Regions from separate parts of the Mus musculus genome. Here regions 2 and 3 are each linked to region 1. The links are chromatin contacts, called in public Hi-C and promoter capture Hi-C maps. All regions are on one chromosome and are shown on one strand. Each heading gives the region's core, a stretch centred on a gene start, on an enhancer-like site or on the middle of the called end of the contact. The rest is flanking DNA. Distances are from core to core; before and after follow the strand shown. Region 1 holds the start of Chid1 (chitinase domain containing 1). Region 2 holds the start of Mrgprg (MAS-related GPR, member G). Region 3 holds the start of Cars (cysteinyl-tRNA synthetase).

Evidence for each region. Promoter capture Hi-C pulls out the DNA fragments that hold promoters and counts their contacts. A called contact is a pair of places that touch in the nucleus more often than the background predicts.
Region 2: a promoter capture Hi-C map of pre-B cells shows a contact between it and region 1, with 2.6 times the contacts expected there. The contact joins the promoter of Mrgprg here to the promoter of Chid1 in region 1. A contact is called at or near these places in 2 of 39 promoter capture datasets (liver and pre-B cells).
Region 3: a contact with region 1 is called in a Hi-C map of B cells, with 8 read pairs. The contact joins the promoter of Cars here to the promoter of Chid1 in region 1. A contact is called at or near these places in 1 of 39 promoter capture datasets (erythroid cells) and 1 of 484 Hi-C or Micro-C datasets (B cells).

The regions. Positions count from the first base shown.
Region 1 is chr7:141,537,866-141,541,823 of GRCm38.p6, forward strand. It overlaps Chid1 (chitinase domain containing 1), which reads right to left and starts at 1,963. Exons shown (of 13, transcript NM_001142681.2): 1 at 1,908-1,963.
Region 2 is chr7:143,765,133-143,769,090 of GRCm38.p6, forward strand. It overlaps Mrgprg (MAS-related GPR, member G), which reads right to left and starts at 1,861. Exons shown (of 2, transcript NM_203492.2): 1 at 1,739-1,861; 2 at 1-275. The coding sequence starts at 241.
Region 3 is chr7:143,598,237-143,602,194 of GRCm38.p6, forward strand. Cars (cysteinyl-tRNA synthetase) reads right to left here and starts at 1,854. Exons shown (of 23, transcript NM_013742.5): 1 at 1,746-1,854. The coding sequence starts at 1,770. Gm15579 (a long non-coding RNA gene) reads left to right here and starts at 1,868. Exons shown (of 2, transcript XR_870064.3): 1 at 1,868-1,977; 2 at 2,387-2,622.

The DNA.
Region 1 (3,958 bases), core at 713-3,212:
TTCAAGGTCATTTCTCAGTTATGTAGTTGTACATTTCTAGCGATGTAGTTGAGTTCAAGGCCATGCTGGGCTACAGGAGACCCTATCTCAAAACAACAATAACAACAGAGATGGTCTTTGGCTCTCACACTAAGCTCCTGCTTTGGTATTGCAGGATTTGTGGGATGCCGATTGATGTATCCTGAGCACCTTTTACTATTGCTGCCTAATATCGGTTTTGTAGGAGCAGGGAATTAGAACTCATGGCTTTCCATATACTAAGAAAATACTGGGCCATACTTTCAGCCTTCAGTTCTAATAGATTCACTGCTCTTACAGCAAGTATGATGGTCAGCCTACATTTTCATTTTTGAGAACACATTTTGGAGTGAACTGTTCATATGAGGAGGTGGGTGAGTGTATGGTTGGAAATGAAGGTGACGTAAGAAGCAGGATGATCACAACCCCAGGTGACATTTATTGACCATATGTTGCATGCCAAACCTGGTGAATTATCCACAAGTTCTCTCCACAGACCAGGACTCAGGCAGGCATAAATGTTATTCCCATTTACAGATAAGGAAACCAACACAGGGGGCAGCCCACCAAGCCATGGGGCACGTGGCTACCATCCCATCCCAACTATACAATGCAATGCAAACAGGACTGTGATAAGATGGCTCAAGTTATAGTTCTGTCACCAGCACACTGTCTCTGGGCCTCCCTGGGCTCCAGTCTAGAGATCTGTGGAAAGTTCTTTGGAAATTTTCCATCACAGAGTGTTCAAGATTTGAGGCTGCGCTGAGGGTAAGGCCTCATGTACCTAGCAAACTTGAAGGAACCCATACAACTTGCTGTATACCCTCCTACCTGAGGCTGGGCCCTCCACATAGAGCTCATTCTCTATGCCCGACAGCCACTCTGGCCTTGCTAACTCGTTTGCACACTCATGTCATCGTTCGTTCATTTGTGGCTCCACAAGCTATGCACACTAACTCACATATCTGAAATCTCTGACTTCGTTATCTTACATCCTGGTTCATGTTTATACTCCTTTATACACCACTCACCCATGTTTCTTCATATCCAGCTACACTGGCACATACATAAACTTAACACATTCACTACTGTGCTGTTCACACGTGCTTCCTGCGGCTTCTTTTGCCCCACCCCCAAACTCTTTTTTGGAGACAGGGTCTTGCTATGTGGCCCTGGCTGACCTGAAACTCACTCTATAGACCAGGGTGGCCTCGGACTCACAGAGATCCATCTGCCAGCCTTTGCCTCCCGGGTGCTAGGATTAAAGCCATCGCTACGGGCTCTCTTGATTTTATGCAACGGCCTGTGCTCGCTCATATTCTCAGATTACTGTTGGCTCGAAAGCTTCCTCACAGTCACACACTTGGCGCTCACACTTCTACTAAAGAACAATGTCACACTCTCTCCCATACCTGCTCTCACCCTAACACTCTCTCACCCTTGCTCATACTCATCCCCACTCGCTTTCTCACCCCTAATAAAGTCCATGTTCTCACATCTCCCCTCACCCATTCGGGCCCTCACACCCGCTCGCTCTCTCACATACGCCCTTACTCTCAGGCTGACACACCTGCTTTCTGACACCTACTCACCCTCACATCTGTTTCTTCCACCAGCTCACCCTCACATCTGCTTATTCCGCACGAGCTCCCACTCACCCTCACATCTGTTTCTTCTCACACTGACACGATCGCTCTCCCCCTCAAACCCTCTCATCCTCACTCACTTCCTCGCCCTCACATTCATAGCTCCCATATTGCTCTCATCCGTGCCCTCTCCTTCCCGCTCACACTCTGCCCGTTCTGTCCGGGGAGAGCCTCGCTGCCCGACGTTCCCGCATTGTGACGCGGAAGATGAAGCAGTCCCATTGCCGCCACAGCCGGGCTCACCTTCATGTCAGGAGACCGGCCAGACCCATCAAGCACGGCCGGAAGACGATTTAATCAACCGGAAGTCCCGCCCACTGGCCTCCACAAGCTCCCGCTGCGCCACGCCAGCTTCCTAGATGCCTTGCGCACGGCACGCTGGGATGGGGCGGGACCGAGATGGCTGGAGGGCGGAGTTAGAGGTGGAGCCTCGTAGCGACCGGCGAGCTGGAGAAGGGCTGAGAGTGGATCGGGACCGTCAGTTGGATGAAGACAGAGCTGAGTGTGCGGAACGTGTACTTCGTAGCCGTAGGTGCTGTTTCCGCTCCTGCAGCCAGTCCCTCTATTGATCAAGGGCCTGTCGTACAGCAGAATAGTGGGGTCAGATCCCGAAATCCTCCCAGAGAAGTTGGTGGTGATGTTGAACATCCCCTCTCCGGGATTGATGGCTGGCTGCCTCAGCACTGTGCTGAAGTCTACATTACGTCCACTTATGTGACCACCAAGGCCTTTAGGGTCTTGGGAACCCATCCCTGTCAAGTATGGGGGACGTGGGTCACTATGCGCATAGTCAGTTCCGTAGTCTCCCAGATGTGTCAGGACAGACTGTGCGCCAAGTCTTTGAACCTCCACATTATCCCAGTTGCCACATTTCTGTCACTATCTATAGGTTTGCAGTGCCCACTACACTGTCTCCAGTAGAGACACTGCTCCAGGCAATATAACATCCTTCTCCAGATGGCCTAGCACAGCGAACATTCTATCTGCCTAAATCCCAGAGCTGTCTTGGTCCTCGTTTTTGGTCTTGCAAATTGTAGGAGCTAGAACCCACAGAGGCAGACACCACGCTCCCCACCCCCATCTCAGCTTTAGCAAGAGGAGCCCAGACACTTCTTCGAGTGGGTTGAAAGCACACGTGACCAGCATTTTTATTTTTCATCAAGCTGACTAGTCCCCACCCCCATCCCTTGCTGTTCCCAGCAGTTTCCTGCAGAAACCACATTTGGCCTGTCCACACCCAGTTAAACCCTCTGGCCCACTCCACTATGGTCTGTTCCAGGATTTGCAGTGCGGCTGTTTCCCCATTCCTGCTGCTGCAGAGGTTTCTCACTGAGCTGAGCTTCGTGTTCTTCCTTCCGAATCACGTTTCCTCCTTTCTCTTCCCCATATTTTCTGCCAGCTGTCCCCCAAGCCTTTCTACAGGGGCGGGGCTGGGTGTGTATGCTAAGGCATGCTGTGCATCACCATCTGCTTTCCTGGCATCCAGCTCAGCACCCTACTAGGAACAAATGCCCAGAACAGTGATTCCAAGTGGGCAGAACTCTGGAGAGGTGGATGTCCTGAGAATTGTTCAGTCCAAGCAATACTAAAGAGACCATCATTCTTTTAAACCAGCGAAGGCATTTGGATCTGACTGATGTAAGAGGTCTTTGAGCTAAAGACTTGGCAAAGTCCACTAAGGATTCCACTCCCAGTCTGTGTTGCAGACTCTTAAGAACAGAAAGGAGAGAAAAACAGAACTCAAGACCAGCCCCTTTCAGGGTTCCATTAGACAGATGCTCAGGAGCCTGTTGAGCTGTACCCACAAAGTCTGCCCTGCCCTCACCTGCACAGCCTGACAAAGGGTGCCCCAGATCTCTGGTATGTGTGTGTAGGTGAACACTGGCTTCTCTCCCCTCCACGGTATTAGGAGTGAACTCAGGACTAAACACCTACTTGGCCAACACTCTACCAATGAACTATGTTTCCAGCCCCAAACTGATTTCAAGTGTTTAGCCACCTTTTAGTCACACAGAAAATACAGAAAGATGGATAGAAAAGACCAAGAGAATCAGAACTAAAGCATTAACACTCCGTATTAGTGAATCCATTCCAATTTTAATGTTTCTGCAGTATTTGAGGTAACTTTAGATTTTCTGCATTTATTTATTTTTGTTTGAAAAAGATGTTTTAAATTTTTATTTATTTACTTATCTATTATATGGTGTGCGTGTGTGTGTGTGTGTGTGTGTGTGTGTGTGTGTAGCAAGCAGCAGTAGGAGGCATGTGGAGGTCAAAGGACCACTTCTGGGAAT
Region 2 (3,958 bases), core at 611-3,110, 2.2 Mb after region 1:
AGAGTGTGTCCTCATGGCCCGACACGATCGTAGCAATAGAGAAGCCAACTTGGCATGAGAGGAAGAGGAAATCGGCAGCAGCCAGGTGCAGCAGGTAGGTGTTGAAGGGTCCCTTCTTAATGTGCAGACCGAGGTGCCAGAGCAGCAGAGCGTTGCCCACCAGCCCTGCAAGGCTGACAGTGAGGCTGAGGAAGAAGAGCACTTTGTTGAATGTGCCCCAGATGTTGAATATGGAGAACATCCTGGCTGGCTTCCGTGGGTGCTCTGGGAGGCCCCTGCAAAGGGTGACAGTGTTCACTACGAAGCTGCTGTGCCCCGAGTGTGGAAAGCAAGAGCCTGCAGCTTCCAGAGTCCGAGTTGTCTCAAGCCCCTTCCTGGCTGCATGTGATACCAGGTTACCCCCTCACAGCTGCTTTGCTTGGAAGCAGCTCTCTCTGCCCTCATCCTGGTTAGACAACCCATCCTGAATGAGGTGTCCCCATGCAGAGGCCCACCACATTCAGACAAAGGGGCCACAGGTGGAGAGACTCCCCTTTCTTTTTAACTGTAGTACCAATGTGAGAATGCTTTCTCTAAGGCTCTGATCACACCCACCCCAGGGTCTCTGATAGTGCCTGCTCTGACCCAGGACACTCCATTCTGTGCTAGGTGAGGCTTCAGGGGACTTTCCCCACACTGTCCTTTTAGAGCGCGACATTAAAGCCCAGGGTCCTGAGGAACTGTGGCTAACTCTGAAGCTTCATGTCAGAGTCTGGGACTTTGATGATGGGTCTCAGGGCCCCAAATCTTCTTAGGGAGCAAGCAGGAGAGTTTCTGGTACCCTCATGGAGGCGAGTGTTTCAGAGCAGTACCTTTTTCCACAGAGCCCATGATGGACCTTGTCCAAGATCCAGGGTATGAGGACCCAGGCTCTGGGGACAGGGACTGCCAGGGAGGAACAGCAATAGGAAAAGATAGACCAGGGCTGGGGGGTAATGGAGTGGAGAAGAGAGATGGACAGACAGACACAGAGAGAAATAGAGAATAGAGGTAGAGATAAAGAGGAAGGGACAGACATGGGAAAACATAGTCAAAGATGGAAAGAGATGTATATTGTGTACTTTACGTATGACCCTCATTCCTGGTCTGGGCTGTGTCCCCTACCCAGAACCCTAGCTATCTCTGTACTCACTGAGACCCAGCCTCCATCAGACCCTGCTTCCTCTCACAGGGCCAAACCTTCTGCAGTGTCCTGATGAGTATCACCCACCATCTCATCACCAAGCATCCTTCCTAGCACCTGTGGGAGATGGTGATTCAACCTACCAGTTCAGCTGTCAAGGTCAGAGTACAGGTCCTCAGGACCTTGAAATTAAGGACTGAACCTTCACGCATCAGAGTGGTGACAGAGGCAAGACTCTTCCCCTCTGTGAGCCCCCAAGGGTGTAAATCCAGACATCTACTCCTGTGTGGATTCTGGCTGGTGGAGCCAAGGCTAGATCTGAAAGGGGATGCGGTAGGTGGGGTGGGGCATCTTCCTCATCCTTGTTCTCCAATGGACCTGGAGCAATGAGTTTCAAGCCTGAGCCTCAGCTTCCAAGGCTCCCTTAACTGCCTTCCCCATAAGGTCCCTTTTAGAGGACATCCTCAGAGCCACCAGCACCCCCCTGAGAGCCAGGCAGGCAAGTGATGTAGAGGGTAAGAGAAGGGGTGCTTCTTGCTTAGGGAAGCAGGTAGAGGGGCATATTAACCTTCTCACCTGATGACCGCCTGCTGACAGTGGCTGTCTCCAGCTCGCTCAGCCCACACTTGTTGTCTTGATCTCCTCCTGGCCCCTAAATCCCCTTCTGTCCTCTGAGGCTGGCTCCTGCCAGTTCCCTAGAAGTGGGGTGGGTGTGTCACCTTTTCACGGAAATCAAAGGAATGAGCTCAAACAGAGCTGTCAGTGTGGGAGGCTCCTCCTTTTCATCTGGGAGATGAAAACAGAGAGCCTTGCACGCCGCCCATTCTGGAATGGTCCCTGGCCTTAGGTGCTCGGGACCAAAGGAAGAGATGACATCTGTAAAGATGGATCAGTCAGTAAAGTTCTCGCTATGCAGGTATGAGAATTTGAGTTTGGATCCCCTGCACCTTTAATAAAAGTTGGGCATCATGGTGCATGCTTGTGACCCCAGTACTGAGAGATGGAGACCAGAGGACTCATGGGACTTGATATTCAGCTGGCTATGCCAATCACTACATTTGCTGCAAAGTCTTATCTTTAAAAAATAAGGTATTGGGCCAGTGAGAGGGCTCAGTGGGTAAAGGTTCTTGCCACACCCAAGCCTGACAACCTAAGTTCAATTCCAGGGATCCCCATAAAAGAAGAAAATTGATTCCTAAAAGTTTCCCTCTGATCTGGACACATGTGGTGGCACATTTGTGCACACACACAGATAAACTTAAAAACATATTTAAGCCAGAGGTTGTGGCCCACACCTTTAATCCCAGCACTTGGGAGGCAGAGGCAGACAGATTTCTGCAAGTCTGCACAGAGTTTCCAGGTCAACCAGGATGGTATTGTGAGATGTTGTCTCAAAACAACAACAGCATGGACTTTAAAATGTTTTTTAATGTGTAGGGTAATTAAGAAGACACACACTCAGTGCTGATCTTTAGGCAGCACATACACCTGCACAGATGTGCATGCACCTACACACATGTGCACATAAACTCACACAGCAGTTGGAAGGGAATAGGGAGAGTCCAATAGAGCTAGGACTGCACAGTGAGATATTCTGGAGACTCACTGGCAGAGGAAGGTCCTGGGGAGCTGGGCACCCAGACGTTGGGTGGATAAAGACCAAAGCATGCTCTCATGCCTGAAGGTCTCTGGTTTATCTTCAGATTCCATCAAAAGCCAGGCGCACCCTCCAAGTCATCCAGTACGCATGTGCTTTCAAGGCTCTGTGTTATGGTTAGCTAAGTAAATATGCAGGAAAACCCATCTTATGGTGACTCAGACAGCTGTGGCTCAAGATGGCTGCCATCATGTCAAGCCAGATCCATACTCTGTCCTCTGTGGGATGCACCCTTACAACACACACAAGCACTGTGCAGCCCCAAATCTCCCCAACTTTTCATTGTTCTGGTAGGCCTTTGTTGTTGTTCTTCTTCAGGGCTTTGCCCTCAAGGATTAATATAATTGTCATAGTGTGCCGGTACTGTGAGGTGATCTAGAGGAGTCCACAGCAGCTGGAGAGTCTGTGCACCACCGAAGCAGGCAGCAGGGAGACAACCAAGCACTTGGCACCTCTCCTGTGACAGTGTAGGATTGGACAGGACTTTGATATTGGTTTTCGAATGTGACACAGAATTGACGTTCTGATCTGATAAGATATGGCCTGTGGTCTGTCTCTAACAGCTGCTGTGTGAATATGACCAAAAGTACATGTGTGATTTAACACCTCAAGCCCTGGGCTAGACAGATGGCTCAGGAGCCGAAGGTCTCCCTGCTCTTCTGGAAGACCTGAGTTTAGCTCCTAGCACTGAGGTTTCGTGATTGAACCAACTAAAGGGAGAACAGACTCGTCCTGGGTGTCAGAATGGGGACAACCTTCCCCTGTCCCCATGTAAACCCCAGTGTGTCCTATCCCTAGTGTGCTGAGGTCACCAGGCTACCTGTTTGTTCTGTGAGACCATTAGTTCCTGTTTGGTGTAAGTGGCAAACTGCTAAGCCTCTGAGACCACCCAGGAGGTCCCCAGAGAAGCTAAGGTCAGTGTCCTCGTGTGATTAAGCCTGGACCCCTCCCCCCTCTGACCCCATCACAGTGCTGCCTGTTGACTGGGACCTTATACCTGGAATCATCCCTGAGTCATGTGGCCCAAATGTCTCAATTTCTCCCCCTCCCCAATTTTAAATTACAGTTGTGTGTGTGTGTGTGTGTGTGTGTGTGTGTGTGTGTGTGCACTGAGGTCAGAAGCTCACTTGTGGGAGTCA
Region 3 (3,958 bases), core at 604-3,103, 2.1 Mb after region 1:
ATTGATGGATGGATGGATGGATGGAGTCGCAGAGTCCCATTCTTGACAGACCTGGTCCTTACACACCTGGCACTGTTCCAAGTTCTTCCTATGACTACACCACCCTCAGTGGCAGGACCCATTTCCTGTAATGTGAGTATGGGCATAGTTGTGATCCTAGACCTGTTGGGCAGCTCAGGGTGGAGCTGCTGGCCATGCTTCTGTGTTATAGTAGTCTAGGTGGACTTACAAAAGCTGCTGTGGGTGAAGCAGATAGAAACTAGGCATGCCAGTTGAGTGGAATGCTAGAATACAAAGGTAGGTACCACTGTCACTAGGCACATGCTAAGCAGTCTTGTCATCTGGGTACTCAGGTGATCAGAATCCAGCAAGGCCACAGTAACCACAGAGCACCACAGGATGCCTGAGAGATCTTGGAGACAGGTAACTGAGAAGTCAGAGCTCACATCTAATTTCTGGCTTCATCACAGAGACTAAAACCTACACTAAGCATTCTGCCTTTGAAGGCTTGCTTCTCACCTTCCAGGATATGGGCCAAGGCCTTTGCTCTTTCTAGAACCCACTTGCTAAAAAGATGAGAAAAGACACTGCTCTTCAGCGATCTGCCAAGGCCCAGGTCTACCCTGGGGTGACGTAAGTGACTGCTTTCTGAGGGAATCTCCCAATTGGCAATAAAGTAGATTGCCAATGATGCTCTGACAGTGATGCTCTGACTGGACAGGTCTCTGTGGTGACTGCTGACCACACTGGAGATTAAAGCCTTCATAAATCCCCAAGCTCTTTCATGTATGCGTACACGGAGTCCCTGCTTCCTCTGCCCTACTTCCCTAAGTACCAACCTCATGTGCCCTTCCGCCCACCTGCTTGGGCAGAAGACCAAAACAATCTTTGGGCCTTTGCCTTACCCCCAAAGTCCAGCCAGGGCAGGAGGGGGAGTGGTGAGGTCTCATCCAGGTACCAACTAGAGTCAGGCTATTTGAAACAGGACCATCTCTCCTATTGCTGAGTATCCAAGGAAACTTTAGCCTTAACCCAATCAAAAAATTGAAGCTGAGGAAGGGAGGCACTTACAAGACAGGAGTCAGGTCCCACCAAGGAGTACTCTAGCTTCAGGGAGTCATGGCAGCCACCCCCAGGTCCTGGCCTGCCACTGTCCATTGAGACGCTGGCCATCCCCAGAGCTTTGGTTTTGCACTGCCCACTTGGGCCACGGCTGTCCCCACAGGCTTACCGGAGAACGTTTTATCCCAGAGCCCTGGACTGGATACTACTCACCTGAGGATCCATCTCTGCCCACTCCAGTCACTGCCTAATCCAGATCTCTAGCTTGTCACTGCCCACCTGGGCATGCACTGTTCCTAGAGCCCTGACCTAGCCACTGCCCAACCCAATAGCCTCCACTCTAGAGCCCTGGCTGGTCACTTCCCGCCCAGGGATCCTCTGCCGAACAGCCTTTGCCTGCCACTGCCCATTTAAGCCTTTACTATCTTCGGATCACTGGTCTGGGCACTGCCCACTTAGTCCATGGTTGTCCCCACAGACCCGACCTGAGCACTGAGTCCCTGGGTCTTGCTGCCCCCAACCCCTGGCTCGCTTGGCATTACCCACTCGTTCCACCGCTGTCGCCACAGCACTGGCCTGGGCACTGCCTCCTTGGACCATGCTGCCCACACAGCCCCAGCCCGGTACTGCCTACTCGGGCCATGCTTGTACCCAGAGCTCCACAGTCATCCCGCAAACCTCACCCTGCTCCGCGGAGGAACCTGCCATCACTGGGAATCAAGACCCGCGGCCGCCGCCACAGACGCCTTCCAGAATCTGATGCAACCGCGGCGCCGGAAGTCCCGCCCCACCAGTCGTCTTCCGGGCATGTCCAGTAGCTAGGCAACTGCAAACTGACGCCGACGTGGGGCATGATGGGAGAATACTATGGTTTACGCTGGCGCGGAACTTAATAGACACCAAAGGGCTAAGACAGTGAGAAGCGCAAACCCGGGCTGCTGAAGAGGGCTGGGAGGGGCGGGACGAAATGGGGGAGTGGGAGGGGCGAGGAGCTGGGTAGAGGGGCGGGGCAAAACGAGTAGAGATTAAAGAGATGCAAGGGAAAGGGTGGGGCAAGGGACTCAGCGACTGGAGGAGAGGGGCGAGGAAGACGCCTTTTTCTGAGACACTCTCCAAAAGGCCACACAAGCCTGGAAACAGGTGGTTCCTGTTACACTCTCTCCTGAATCCTTTTATTTCCTGTGTGTTCCTTAATTCCTGATGTCGCCTCCCAAGACACACCATCAGAGGGAGGTTTATGAGAAGAAATGGAAAGTATTATTTTAGAAACATAGCCAGGTATATAGCGAGACCCTGTCTCACAATTTTTTTTTTTTTTTAAAAGCTCCGTTTTGAGGTTGGAAGATGGTTCGGTGGTCAAGAGCACGGCTGCTCTTCTGGAGGACACCGGTTTGATTTCTAGCACTCACAACTGCTCACAACCGGTTGTAACTTCAGTTCCATGGGATCCTAACCCTCTTTTGATCCTTGTGGGCTTTGCATGCCTGTGGTGAAAAAGACATGTGTTGTGTGTGTGTGCAGGGAAATAAATAAATACAATTATATATTCTGGTATATATATATTCTGGCAACCATGGTCTTAATTCCTGGAAACTCAGGAGGGAGAAGCAGGCAGTTCTCAGTGAGTTCCAAGTCAGCCATGGCTCCATAAGAGACTCTGTCTCAACATAAATAAATAATTAATTAAAAAATAATTGATACTTGGTAATATGTATTGTTTGGTTATGTACCCTTGGGACAAGGGACTGAGGTGCAAATTTTATATTTCAAAGCAAACCTGGCCTCCAGGTTCTCTCAGCATCCCTCAGTCCCTACCTGGCATACCCTTGCTGTAACCCTGAACTTTCCAGCCCAGGGGCTGGACTGCCCTTCCCCCAGAGGCTCTTCCCTATATAAACCAGATGTTTTGGTCTTCCTCATCGCTCCTCCTGTCTTCTCTATGTTCACACCCTTTCTCTTTCTCTCTCCTCCCCCACCATGGTGACTTCCTTGGCCTCAGTCCTTGGGGCCAGTGAACTTTCGCCTGAGAGCAGCTTCCTAATAAACCTGCCTATATGTACTCTAATCAGGCTTGAATTGGTTCATTTCATGGGCAGCAGAGAAATAATGTATCACATAGGTCTTAGTTAGGGTCTTACTGCTGTGAAGAGACACCATGACCAAGGCAACTCTTATAAGGACAACATTTAATTGGGGTTGGTTTACAGGTTCAGTGGTTCAGTACATTATCATCAAGGCAGGAGGTGAGAGTTAGACCTCTTCAGCTGAAGGCCGCTAGAAGACTGGCTTCCAGGCAGCTAGAATGAGGGTGTTAAAGCCCAAACCCACGGTGACACACCTATTCTAACAAGGCACTCCTAATAGTGCAACTCCCTGGGCCAAGCATATACAAACCCATTATATACATACATAAAGTATTAAACATATTAAAGTGATCAGAGCATATATTGCTAACTTCACAACTTTCTCAAAAATACTGTATTTTTGCTGCCAGTACTTTCTTTTTAAAGTTTTTGAGATAATTTTTATTTTACATGTAGAAATGTTTTGCCGGCATTTACATCTGTTCAGTGCCTGAGGAGGCCAGAAGAGGGCAACAGACCCCCAACAACTGGAACTAGAGACACCAGTGGTTGTGAGCTGTCACATGGTTACTGGGAACCAAAACCAGGTCCACTGGAAGAGTAGCCAGGTTCTTAATTGCCGTACTGGCTACTTTTGTGTCAACTTGACACAAGCTGGAGTTATTATAGAACAAGGAGCTTCAGTTGGGGAAATGCCTCCATGAGATCCAGCTGTGGGGCATTTTCTCAATTAGTGATCAAGGGGGAAAGGCCCCTTGTGGGTGGGACCATCTCTGGGCTGGTAGTCTTGGGTCCTATAAGAGAGCAGGCTG